3 separate regions of the Zea mays genome follow, and all the other regions are linked to region 1. A link is a contact called in public Hi-C data. All regions are on one chromosome and are shown on one strand. Each heading gives the region's core, a stretch centred on a gene start, on an enhancer-like site or on the middle of the called end of the contact. The rest is flanking DNA. Distances are from core to core; before and after follow the strand shown. Region 1 overlaps LOC103654691 (peroxisomal fatty acid beta-oxidation multifunctional protein). Region 2 holds the start of LOC100281714. Region 3 overlaps LOC100281714.

Region 1 (3,934 bases), core at 410-2,909:
GGATGGACGACAAGGTAAACTTCTTAACATTTGCTTGTTTCATAATTTGATCTTCTCTTATATGATGGCTAATTTGATCCTCTTATATAATGGCACAAACCAGTTAATAGATGAATGCACATTTTATATATTTCTCGAGAAGTGAAATTTCCAAATTACTGTTTTTCAGGAAAGGTGAACGGCAAAGGTTACTACATTTATGAGAAGGGTGGGAAGCCAAAGCCAGATCCTAGTGTTAAGCATGTTATCGAGGAGTACCGAAAGCACGCAAACACAATGCCTGGTGGAAAGGTACTGTTTTCTCACGCCTGTCTTGATACATGGCCTGTGCATTTTTATTAGAATTTTTATTCTATTCCTGTTGAGTAAGATCCTTATTCGACCAAATTATATTTCTTGCAGCCTGTTACTTTAACGGATCAAGATATTTTGGAGATGATTTTCTTCCCAGTTGTGAATGAGGCATGCAGGGTTATGGATGAAAATGTTGTAATTCGAGCTTCTGATCTTGATATTGCTTCTGTTCTTGGAATGGGCTTTCCTAAATACAGGTAAGAATTACTTGAAGTTTTAACTGTATTTAAATGCTTATGTAGTTACTTCTGTACAAAATGATTTTTTTTTTACTTTCTTCCACTTAACTCGCAGTTTTCCATCCCTGGCACGTTCATTTTTGCACAAGTTTGCTGAATGAATTTACAATTTTAATCCATGAATCCCAAATCTCACTAAAACCACAGGTTGTGATGATACTCCTGGAAGAACACTTAATAGATCATATAGACAAAACGCAATGGGTGTGATTTGCAATTTATGGAAATAAATTTAAATGGCATGTCTTCAAATTTAGCACCTTGCTAATGTACTCATACAACAAATGTACCTACTCTAATAATTATACAGGCTAACCTCTCATCCTATGATTGTGTTGCATATAGTATCTAACATGTGTATAGTTGTCTAATTATCGATCTGGTTCCTCATTGTTTGAAATGTCCAAGACTACTGTATGCTTGACTTGTATGTAGTTCTGCAGAGAGTTCTACTTAATATTGAACTGAATTCTATCTTTACGTCGTGCAAGTATTGGCAGCCCTTAGTGTCAATACAAGCTAAACCTCTTCTAATGCAATGATCATTGTCCTCCCATTTACCATTTGTGTATTTCTATGTTGTATTGTTTATGGATTTAAGGAGGTGTGGTGCCTATTCTGAGTATTTATTTGAACTTACAAAAAAAATGCAGGGGTGGTCTTGTCTTCTGGGCTGACACTGTTGGAGCACCTTACATACATTCTAAGCTAAGCAAGTGGGCTGAAATTTATGGCCCCTTCTTCAAACCATCATCATATTTGGAACAGCGAGCTAAGAGTGGTGTACCATTGGTAAGCTCTCATTGTCACTCAGCATCCTCATGAGTTGGGTGATGCACATAGATATTCCATTCTGATATAGATGCGAATTTACCTTTGGTCTTGTGCTAATCATCTATCATAATACAATTACCGATTCGTCTAGACTACTGCTGTTGCTGCAGAAAACAGTGTGACGCTATATGTCAAATCATGGAGCAGGCTGTTCGTCATGCTAACCGTTTTTATATTCTCCGCAGAGCGCACCAGGAGCTTCGCAGCAAGGTTCGGCGAGGTCACGCATGTGAGGTGCTGTCCAGCATTGAGCAGAATAATGCAGAATACTTGCGGGATGAGCCATTGACGGCTGCTTCGCTGATCAAAACACCTCCGTGAACACAAACATGAGGCACAGAAGAAATGATGAAAAATAAAGGGATTGTAACAGTTTTGGTGCCTTTGACTGTAACTGGCAGAGTTTCTGGGGACAGAGTGGCATGGATTAATTGCACCTGATCACTCTGTATGTCGCTGTCATGTGTGCAATGTTCAATACGTACGTAATAAAGAATGGAAATATATGCCGCAATCAGTGCGTCGTCTTCTCGAGTTAATCGCTTGCGCCAACCAAGACGGCCGCGCGTCGTGATCCAGCGAACAAGGAGTCAGGACGGCCGGGCCATGGCGGCGGGGACAATGACGCGCACACGGCGTGCCGCTCATCACCATGTCCCATCGTGCTCCCGGAGGACTCCAATGCAATCTTCGCTGGGTTATGGGAGAAGTACGGTGAGGCCATGGCCCACGACGATGTCAAGGCCTCCCCTCATTCCTCCATTCTGCAGCGGGGATGACGGTCTGTAAGAACACTGATCTAGGTGGGGCTGTACGCCGCTCCCGGCATACGTCTCTTCTTACGGACCACTGGATTACAACTAATATCTAGAACCTTACACAGCGTCACCGCCAGAAATCTGAGCGCAGCCGACCATCTGTTCTCCACACACCCTTAGGTCTTGTTCGGTTATTCCCATTATACATGGATTGGAAAAAATTTAGAAAAACTTTGACTTGCTTGGGATTTAAACCCACTCAATCTCACTCAATCCACATGGATTGAGAGCTAACCGAACAAGCCCTTACGGGGTCCACTCCACCTCCTTAACCCCTCTTCCAAGGTTCACGAGAATAAAACAAAAACAAAGTTGTAGCCACCTAGTGGGTCCATTACGGCCCACTACTCTTGGATTGGACTTCACACTACGACTAGGCTTGCCTTCTTCCTCTGACTCTTTCGAATCCTTGACATTCTTCCCCTTTTGAGAGATGGCTTGTCCCCAAGCCGCTATCCGTGGAAATCGCGCGACGGTGATTGCCTCATCTTCTTAGGTTGCTAGTTTTTCCAGTTATGAGGTCCACTTGATCAACACTTGTGGAATCACTCCTTTCTGTGTAGAGAGCTCTCGACGCCGCAAAATTTTCTCGTGCTGTTGTGAAGGGTTAGGCACAGGAGGTAAAGCTAAACTGTAACACCCTTAATTTGGGGTATAAATTTTTTCTCTAAATGCCTACCAAATTCAGGTTTTACCCTTTCTCTCTCTAGTCTCTCTCTCTTCCTTTTGAGTAGGATTAGGTTAATTAAGTGAGGGATTTATTATTTATTTTGTCAAAACTTATGTGGGTCATAATTTGTTGCATCATGCTGAGCCTAAAATATTCTTTGAATTGATGCACATGTTTGAATTTGAAACTTGGTTTGAATTTGAATTGAAAACCGTAGAGAAAATAAAAAAAGCATTTCGAAAATCAAGGGAAAAAGAAAAACTCAATTCAGCCCAAGCCAGCCCAACTCGGCCCAGTCAGGCGGCGCGCGCGCCCGCGTCATCTGACAGGTGGACCCCATCTGCCAGCGACCGCCTGCGTCCGCGCACGCGCTCTCTCTCCCTCTCCCCCCTCCCGCTGCCCAGTGGACCCGACCTGTCGGCGCTGACCCGTCCGCACTCGTGGCCGCTCTCACTCGCTGCTCGGTGGGACCTTCCTGTCAGCGCTAACGGCACACGTTTGCCGCTCACCCTCGCTGGTCCGCGGACCCCGCCTGTTAGCCACTCCCCTCCTTAACCTTCCGCCCACGCTCTCCGTCGTGGACGCGCCCACGACCGCACGTTTTTTCGGCCACGACCCCCGCGCCCGAGCCCTTTTCTGCAGCCCACGCCCACGCACTCACTCCCCTCGCCCAGTTGTGCCCTCAGCTAAACTCCCTCGCTCTCTCTCTCTCGCTCTGCGCCCGCGCCCGTGGAACTCCACCGAAGGTTCGTCGCCGTTCCGTGGCCGTCGTCGAGCGTCAGCCGCGTCCGTTGCCTCGGTGAGCTCCGCCCCTTCGCTAGCAACGCGGGACACCTCCCGGTTTGCCCCCAGCCTCTCTAATTCACCCGGTCCACGATTACTGGCGTTCTCCCCATGTAGCCAAAGCCCGCCGCCGTCAACCTGAGGCGTCCTTGCGTCCCCGCCATTGCCCCGGTGCTCCAGAGTTTCCTCTTGAGGTGAGCAACCTCCCCGTGCCCCTATTTCTCCGTTTGTTGCCT
Region 2 (3,934 bases), core at 668-3,167, 450 kb before region 1:
AATTTATTTTGGGATGTTAATAGATTCATACAATACTTGATGTATATGTTTTATATATATGTATATATTTATCATCATTCATTTGAATATAAACATAAAAAATAAGAGCTAAAACAAATAGTACTATGGGACGGAGGGAGTACCATAAAATCTTGCAGACCTGAGAGCACACATGAACTATTGCAAAGCATGTTGTAACAGATTCCCATATCATGCTGGAATTGTGGTGAGCTTCTATGGAATTGTGTTGAGCTTCTAGAAGCACCAAATCTATAACTGATGTAAGACAATTATGCAAATTCTTATTGAGGAAGTTAGATTTTCAATACCCAAAAAGAATAACTCAGTTAAACAAAGTTTACCCTGGCAAAGACCTTTTTCCACAATTGCTTAAAAAGATACTGTATTACCCTTTTTCCTAGGGTGATAACAAAATTCAGTAGATTGCATGATCAGAAAACACAGAATATATTCAACCCCAGTAAAATCATTCCATACCTTCCAGGCATTGCATTCAAGATTCTAACTATCTGGGATACATCACAAACAACACGCTAAAGTAAATTTACATTGCATAGAGGAACAAGCAGCAATTGAACATTTGACAAGCGTCGGCTTGCTTTTGCGATATCCTCCCTCTACTCAGGGATTTGCGCCAATTGCTGCTGTAGCACTATCCCATATCTCCACAGGCAGCTGATCAGCTCTGGCCAATGCCATCCTGCTGCCACCAAATGCCCAGCTCACAATCTTGGGCTTTGTGGATAGTTCACTGCCAACCCAATTCCTCCTCATCACCTTCTTTCCACTGGCTTCTGGTGCCAATCCCACCTGACTCCACACCTCAACGTCCGCGCCTCGTGCCACAAACACCCAACTGCAGTAGCACTCAATTCTACAACCATTCCTCTCTTTCCTTCCAGATGATGCGGCTGCAGCCGCCTTCTATCCATCGCCAATGCACACCCATGGCTCCAATCCAACGCCACCACCGTTACCAAGCCTCCTCAGGTCAGCCATGAACACCTCACTGGATGCTGCACCCACCTTGAACACCGCTGACAGTGCGTCAGACGCGGCAACATCAGCAAAGCAATCCTCCTTCTCCCTGACCTCCCACACTGGCACCGTGGCGCTCGCCCGAACATCCCAAAGACGTATGTCCCCCACCACCCCGGCCGGCCCAGAGTGAGAGCTGGCGGCGAGAAGGAGGCTGTGCCCACCAAGCCACGCGAGCTTGCTCGCTGGGATCGCAGCCTCGATGTTCCGAACACCTCCTTCCGCCCGATTTCCACTACAGGAGTCAGGACGCGGCGAGCAGTAATGGCGGCGAGGAGGGGGCGACAGTGGTAGAGGAGAGGAGGTGCGCGACTGTCTGCGAGATGAGGAGCGACCGACGGCGGGTGAGGAGCCGCCGCGCGAGAGCCGCGCGACCGACGGAGAGCCTGCGGGCGCGGGCATATCTAGGGTTTTTCCTAGATGGGCCGTTTACAATTGAATTGATAGATGGGCCTCATATCAGCCAGCCAAATAAATTTCATGTTCTCTACCGCGGCACAAATAAATGGTACCATATCGGCTAGCAAAAGAGTGCGGCAGCAACTTATAAACGTGGCTGCTACAGAGAAAGCAATTAGCTCTTGTAATCAGTTAGTGGTATATTGTAAACATGTATTGAACTTTTGTGCGCACGGATGGACGATCCAGATTGAACAACAGCCATGCGGGCTACCCTTAGAGCCTTAATAAGTAGTAGAGATAATACTTTGTCCTTATATATATTTTATTTAAATCCATTTGCCTGAAGTTTGCTGTTGGAAGCAAAGCTGCTTGAGTCTCCGACATTACTTTTTTTTTCTCACCGTCGCGTCTTGCGCTGCAAAATCTAATCCGTTTCCGACCTTCTAGAAGCCTTCAACCCGCCACTTTGCCCACTCTCCTCTTCCTTCTTTGCTACCCATTTCGTCGCAGTAGTCGGCAGTCGAAACCCTAGTCCCCTCGCTTTCCTTCCACTCGCCGTCGCGGCGCCGATAGAGCCAGAGCTGAAAGGCGTAGGAAAAGCTGGTGGAGGAGGGGATGGACCGGATCGTAGGCAGCAAGTACAAGCTGGGTCGCAAGATCGGAAGCGGTTCCTTCGGGGAGATCTACCTCGGTTCGACCTCGATCACGACAGCTGTTGTTCACTTTGCTTGGTGTTTGGATCTGACGAGGTTTTGGTGCTGTGCTTGTTGTTGTCCCCTCCCTCTCTATGCAGCGACGCACGTCGACACCTACGAGATCGTCGCCGTCAAGATTGTGAGCCCCCGTTCCCTCAGCCGTCCCTCGTTTTTGTTTGATTTTGTTGGAATTCGTCTATGGTTTCGCGGCTTCTTGCTATGCTTATTGCGGCGCGCAGTAGGGTTATGAGGTGGAGCTTAAAATTGTGTAATGTTGATTCAGCGTCCTGGACCCCTCAGGTTTTTGTGCTCTAGGTTACTTGCAACCTCTTTGTAAAAAAAATGAAAACGAAACCATCTCTGTAAAATGACATCTGTTAGGACATGATAAGTAGTCATTTGATGAAGTTACAAATGAATGGAGTTATTATATGACAACACATTGCAAATTAATATATGCTGTAGATGTGTATTTGCCATGTTTATTTTTGGAACTTATGTTTATTATTATGTACAGGAAAGCAGCAAAACCAATCATCCACAGTTGCTATATGAGGCCAAACTGTACAATGCTCTTCAAGGAGGGAGTATGCGTTTGAGTACATACAAATCTTACTTTGCTGATTGTTATACCATTATCTGTGTTGAATTGTTGCTATTTTGAATCCATGTAGCTGGTATCGCAAACATAAAATGGTGCGGCATTGACGGCGATGAAAACATTCTTGTTATTGATTTACTCGGACCAAGCCTTGAAGATCTGTTTGTTTATTGTGGCCGGAGATTCTCACTGAAGACGGTCTTGATGCTAGCGGACCAGATGGTAATAATTCTTCTCCAACCTCCCTAGGTTTTATTTACTATTGTGATGAATTTGTGAAAGGTGCCAATCACTTATGTTTATTTCTCAGTGATGCTTGTGTAGCACTCTTACAGTGCATCCCACGATTGCTACATATGCCATTAGCACTTGTTTGTGATCGACTGGATTATGCCATATGTAAGGAACACTCAAATTCAAGTGAATTACACTCAAATTTAAGTGGATCACACACAAATAGCTGACAGTGGAACACACAATCTCAAGTGATTTACACAGTAGCTACATTGAGATGGCACATGAGCAGAACAGCAAAATAGTCCTGCCTTTCTGTTCCTTATTTAACCTTAAAAAATCACCTCTTTTTTACCCATGCTGTAGTTGGTTGAAACTGGTTTTCATTTACTATTACAGATAACAAGAATAGAATTTATGCATTCTAAAGGCTATCTGCACAGAGACATCAAGCCTGATAACTTCCTCATGGGCCTTGGTCGAAAAGCTAACCAGGTTTGTATGTGGGCGCTTTCTGTTTTAGCTTGCAGATTGTTATACAACTGGAAGCATACCCGTGCATTGCTGCGGGGACCACAAATAATTTGGAATGAAATTAGACGACTAATATTTACTTGCATGAAGGTATAAACTATTATAAAGGAATTTTTAGTTGATGTGTGGTATGCTGACATGGACAAATAAATGCTTGTTAGTGGATGTGGCTTGCTATTCGTCATCATCACCCACCCTGAAATGGCTTAACAAAAATTACGAATGGTGGGTGACCATCACCTAGGGTTGAGGATCCATTATCGACGGCTAACATCAAATCCTATCAATCGGAGGGCGGAGGAGAAGGCTGGTTGGCGTGACCTGTGGTGGAGCGGCGGTCTGGAGGCGCGACCAATGGGGCGGCGGTGGTCCGATGGCGGATAAAAAGCTTGTGTCACACACGTTGGAT
Region 3 (3,934 bases), core at 833-3,332, 440 kb before region 1:
AAGATAGCATCTTCTCGAATGTGTTGTAGAATGACAGCACTGCTAGGAGATGCCCTCTCAAAAACACAAATTCCTGTGATTCCAAAGCCACCATGCCACAAGAATTATCAAGGATTTGAGGCCCTTTTTCTGAACTTTTGGCACTTGGCTCACTGCTGCACTCCACCGCTCTTGTAGGTTGCCTGATGTAGTTTCATGGATGCATTCTGGACAAACATCCAATGCTTCTTAGTTGCATGAGGCCATTGCTGGAAATAGCTGTCGGATTTTTATGAGGACTTCTGTATTGCTTGAGGTGATTACTACCAACCAGAAATGTGGTTGATGCTGGTTATGAATTCAGCATCAGTTGGTTGTTCTGGTTGTTTTTTGTTCTTCTCCATCTGCGTATAATTTGAAAACTTGCCTAGGAACGTCAGATATTCATTTTTGTGTTCAACACGAGTGGATACATTGTAACTCATCTGCATGGGGTCGTTGATTCAGGATCCTTTACAAACCTAATAATGGTGACACATTCTATGCATAATGAAAATTTGGGGTTTCACCTGGATAGCTTTCATTTTAATTACGGGCTGCAGCAGTGCGACAATGTGCATTCTACTTGGATTGAGTTACAACTTTTTAACTTGTATAAGGCAAGTTACTTTTGCTATTTGTCGCATTCTCTTGCAAGTAACAGGAATTGGATTTCTCACCGTATTTTTTCTGATCATATTCCATTTTGATGCTGTCAATTTATTTGTAGAAAGTGATGTACTAATTGACTTAGATTTACTGCAGCTTCCATTGTGTTGAACACAAAATTACACCATGCAAAACATCGCGAAGAGGTATCTGGGAAGTTTATGATTGGTTAGCATGCACATTCAATGACATATGCATGCATCAGTTAGGACAACGCCTCTTCGCTAAAAGTGAATATCCGACCAGTATTGACCTGCAGTTTCCAGTGTCTTGACACCAAATCGCCATACAAAAACTACAGAGTGGTGGTATACGGGAAGTTCATGGTTGGTTAGCATACACCCTCTTTGCTGAAAGGCTGTCATATTCTACTTGGATTGGCCGCAGCTTGCAATGTATGACACCAAATAGCACCATACAAAGACTATGAAGAGGTCTGGGAAGCTTATGATTGGGTAGCATCCATGTATCTATAACTGTGACCGCAACTTTGAAGAAACACATGCTGTGGCTCATGGCCTCGAGATAAAAAAAGGTTAAATTGCAATCGACAACAATCTGGTTGGGCAGAGGTAAATATCATGCCGTGCTCCTGTCATAGACATGGTTGCCTGTATTTTATTTGAATGAGGGTTGAATAGCTTATAACATTGTGAGGAAGTCCTACCACATATTGATTTTTCATGTTGGTGTTTTTTTTGTTGGCATTCTCTCTCCAGTTGTCATAAAAACAATGAACTGTACATAATTTCTTAGAAGGGCTGTTCTTAAGTGTTGAGGTGGAATGAGATGATTTACTTGATAAAAGTGTACATATTTAGGTATCCCTCATTTTTCTGATTGCATCAATATCTTTCAATGATATAACGCTGGTTCCGAAGTGAATGTTTTTTTAGTTATAAAAAGGATGAACTGTATCTAGGAGTGGAGCCATCTTTATACTTTGTCGAGTCTGAACAGCACTTCGCCAGAATTCAAAACTGCCCAATTTATTCATGCATTTGTTGTGCGACAACATGAAACAGAGCAGAATGTTAAAGTCCAGCTTTAGTCATCGCGCTTATAACATTCCTGGTTTAACTATATAGTCGAGTTCTTGAATTTGGCAATTTTCACAGCTGGAGCCGCCTTAGTCTAACGCTTGTTCTTGTTTTCGAGACAGAATCCTGTTCGCAGAGTGTTTGAGCTCATTTGTTCCTTGGCAAAGTCGATGTCGTTGACGAACACCTGCATTACGAATTACGATATATGAACACCGTAGGAAGTTTGTCGAAAAGCGAAGGGAATCATCCTTCTCTATAGTCCAAAAACGTCGGTGCATTGGATAGTACCGATTTCACTCATCAGGGTCCAGGATGGATGTGACATGCATTGGTGTGGATTGATCCCTGGCAAGGGCAATGGCTCACAACTCAGCATCATGTTGTGTCCAGAGAAGCATCTCAGCTGCAGGGACCTAGCGCGAAGAAAACCAGATTGCACACCTGGGCATATGCAATTCCCCTTGTCATACTCGGTGTCGGTGACACCATAGTTGTAGGTATGCTCCAGCGTTCCAGGCCTCTCAAACTTGTAGCCGTCACCCGTCAGGGCCCACACCACGAAGGCGATGACGCTCTTGCTGCCCTCTTTATGAGATCTCAATTGTAACCGATCGACGGGGAAGTTCTAGGTTTGCCAACAGCACTGCTCGACGACGAAATGCGATTCCGCGGGCCCGTATTCGAGGAACGCGTCGGTTTACTTCTCCTCAGCCTTAGGTATATATGCCCATCTTGCTGAGCAGCTTCATCGCCCAGGCACCCGGTTTAGAACATGCATTAATTTGTATAATCTGTTTCAGCTCAGACTTCAGAGCGGACTGTGACTTGTATTGTTTTGTGGTACCTGATTGTCTTTGTCGACGTCGCCGACCCGGTAGATGACATGTCCTTTCTTTGCCCACGAGAAGGCCTCGGATCTTTTGCCGCCGCGCCGGCCACGTTACTGGTCTCGTCCTGGCCACCTGAGCTGTAAGCTGCGCTGCAGCGGTGGAGAGGAACAACGACCTCCGGGCCCGCCCGGGGCACGGGCGTGGCGCCTGCAGTAACGTGCATGAACGTACCTCATCCTTGACGTGTGGGGCCGACCGGTGCCTGGCCCCATACGTCAAAAGGATGTTACTGTAGAGGATTTGATTCCGACGTGGCTGTGCACGCGACAGCCCCCGCGGCCAGTCCTCGTCGCAGTGTCTGCTGGTCGAATCGGTTTGCCTGGCGCCCCTTTCTCGTGCCATCCTTAATTCCTGGCCGCTTCGGAGTGGTATCCTGCATAGTATTTGGTGCGGACGGTTGTGTACGCTGCCAAGTGCTAGAGGCCGACTGAACCCGGTACCGAATAGTTTGGTTTTATATGAGACCAAGTATAATAAGATATATAGGCTGGATGTAAGGCATAGAGTACCACATTAGATTTACGGTGACGTGAAAGAGAGAATAAAAGTGGGTGCTTATTAATAGCCAGCTAACATCAGGCTGCTTATGGACTCCAACACAATTACACAATATGTGAGAGGAAGAAATAGACCAACCATTAAATGCAGGGGTCGACCAAACCTCTCATGAACCTGTACTGCTTTTTAGCATTAGGCTATTCACAATGAAGGTTTCATGGGGTGTTTCATATATTAATTAGCCTGCCACATCAGCTATTTTGATGACATGTCACATCATTTAAGAAGGAAGAGTTTCATGGAGTTTCATGGGGATGAAACCATGTTAACTCGTTTCCAAGATCTTGGAAACTGTGTGAAACCTCCACTGAGAGTGTTTTGTTTCATCTTCATATAATTGAGTAAATCCTATTGGTTATTTATATGCAGCATTTAAGAAGTATGTTGACATATGAAATAGTGAGATGAAACTCTCTATTGAGAGTGGGTATTTCATTCATCCATAAATCTGATGTGGCATTTTTGGAAACAGAGACATGGAATCCTCATTGTGAATAGCCTTAGTGTTGATGTCTTCGGGTGCATAACGAGACAACTACAGGAATATGTCTCTGTACTCACTAAAAGACATAGGTCCTTGCCTAAGTGTTAGGAACTCTTCCTCCTTCACGATCATCAGTGCCTCCGGAACATGGTACATGCGGAAGTTGTCTCTGAACTCCTCACAAGTGATGGCTTCATGTTTGGCATGTGTGGTGAGGTAGGACTCCCACCAAGACTATGCTGCTCCTCTCAGCTGACGGGGACCATACAAAA

What was found. Hi-C and Micro-C count contacts between places; a contact is called where the count stands out from the background.
Region 2: a Hi-C map of leaf shows a contact between it and region 1, with 6 times the contacts expected there. The contact joins the promoter of LOC100281714 here to the enhancer-like site in region 1. A contact is called at or near these places in 2 of 25 Hi-C or Micro-C datasets (bundle sheath and leaf).
Region 3: a Hi-C map of tassel shows a contact between it and region 1, with 5 times the contacts expected there. The contact joins two enhancer-like sites. A contact is called at or near these places in 4 of 25 Hi-C or Micro-C datasets (bundle sheath, ear, leaf mesophyll and 1 more).

Annotation. Positions count from the first base shown.
Region 1 is chr4:228,308,511-228,312,444 of Zm-B73-REFERENCE-NAM-5.0, reverse strand. It overlaps LOC103654691 (peroxisomal fatty acid beta-oxidation multifunctional protein), which reads left to right. Exons shown (of 18, transcript XM_020552871.2): 14 at 1-14; 15 at 170-291; 16 at 403-551; 17 at 1,247-1,385; 18 at 1,613-1,966. The coding sequence ends at 1,660. Among protein-coding and RNA genes, the nearest start is that of LOC103654691, 15 kb to the left of the region's middle. Within about 2 kb of position 1,659, at least 15 of the 20 cell types and tissues checked have an H3K27ac peak or open chromatin away from gene starts, as enhancers often do. A contact at or near this core is called in ear, leaf, leaf mesophyll and 1 more, where this site is marked.
Region 2 is chr4:228,761,927-228,765,860 of Zm-B73-REFERENCE-NAM-5.0, reverse strand. It overlaps LOC100281714, which reads left to right and starts at 1,917. Exons shown (of 15, transcript NM_001154634.2): 1 at 1,917-2,152; 2 at 2,255-2,295; 3 at 2,674-2,743; 4 at 2,831-2,979; 5 at 3,391-3,486. The coding sequence starts at 2,077.
Region 3 is chr4:228,744,064-228,747,997 of Zm-B73-REFERENCE-NAM-5.0, reverse strand. LOC100281714 reads left to right here. Exons shown (of 15, transcript NM_001154634.2): 15 at 784-1,501. Among protein-coding and RNA genes, the nearest start is that of LOC100281714, 18 kb to the left of the region's middle. Within about 2 kb of position 2,082, at least 20 of the 20 cell types and tissues checked have an H3K27ac peak or open chromatin away from gene starts, as enhancers often do. A contact at or near this core is called in ear, leaf mesophyll and tassel, where this site is marked.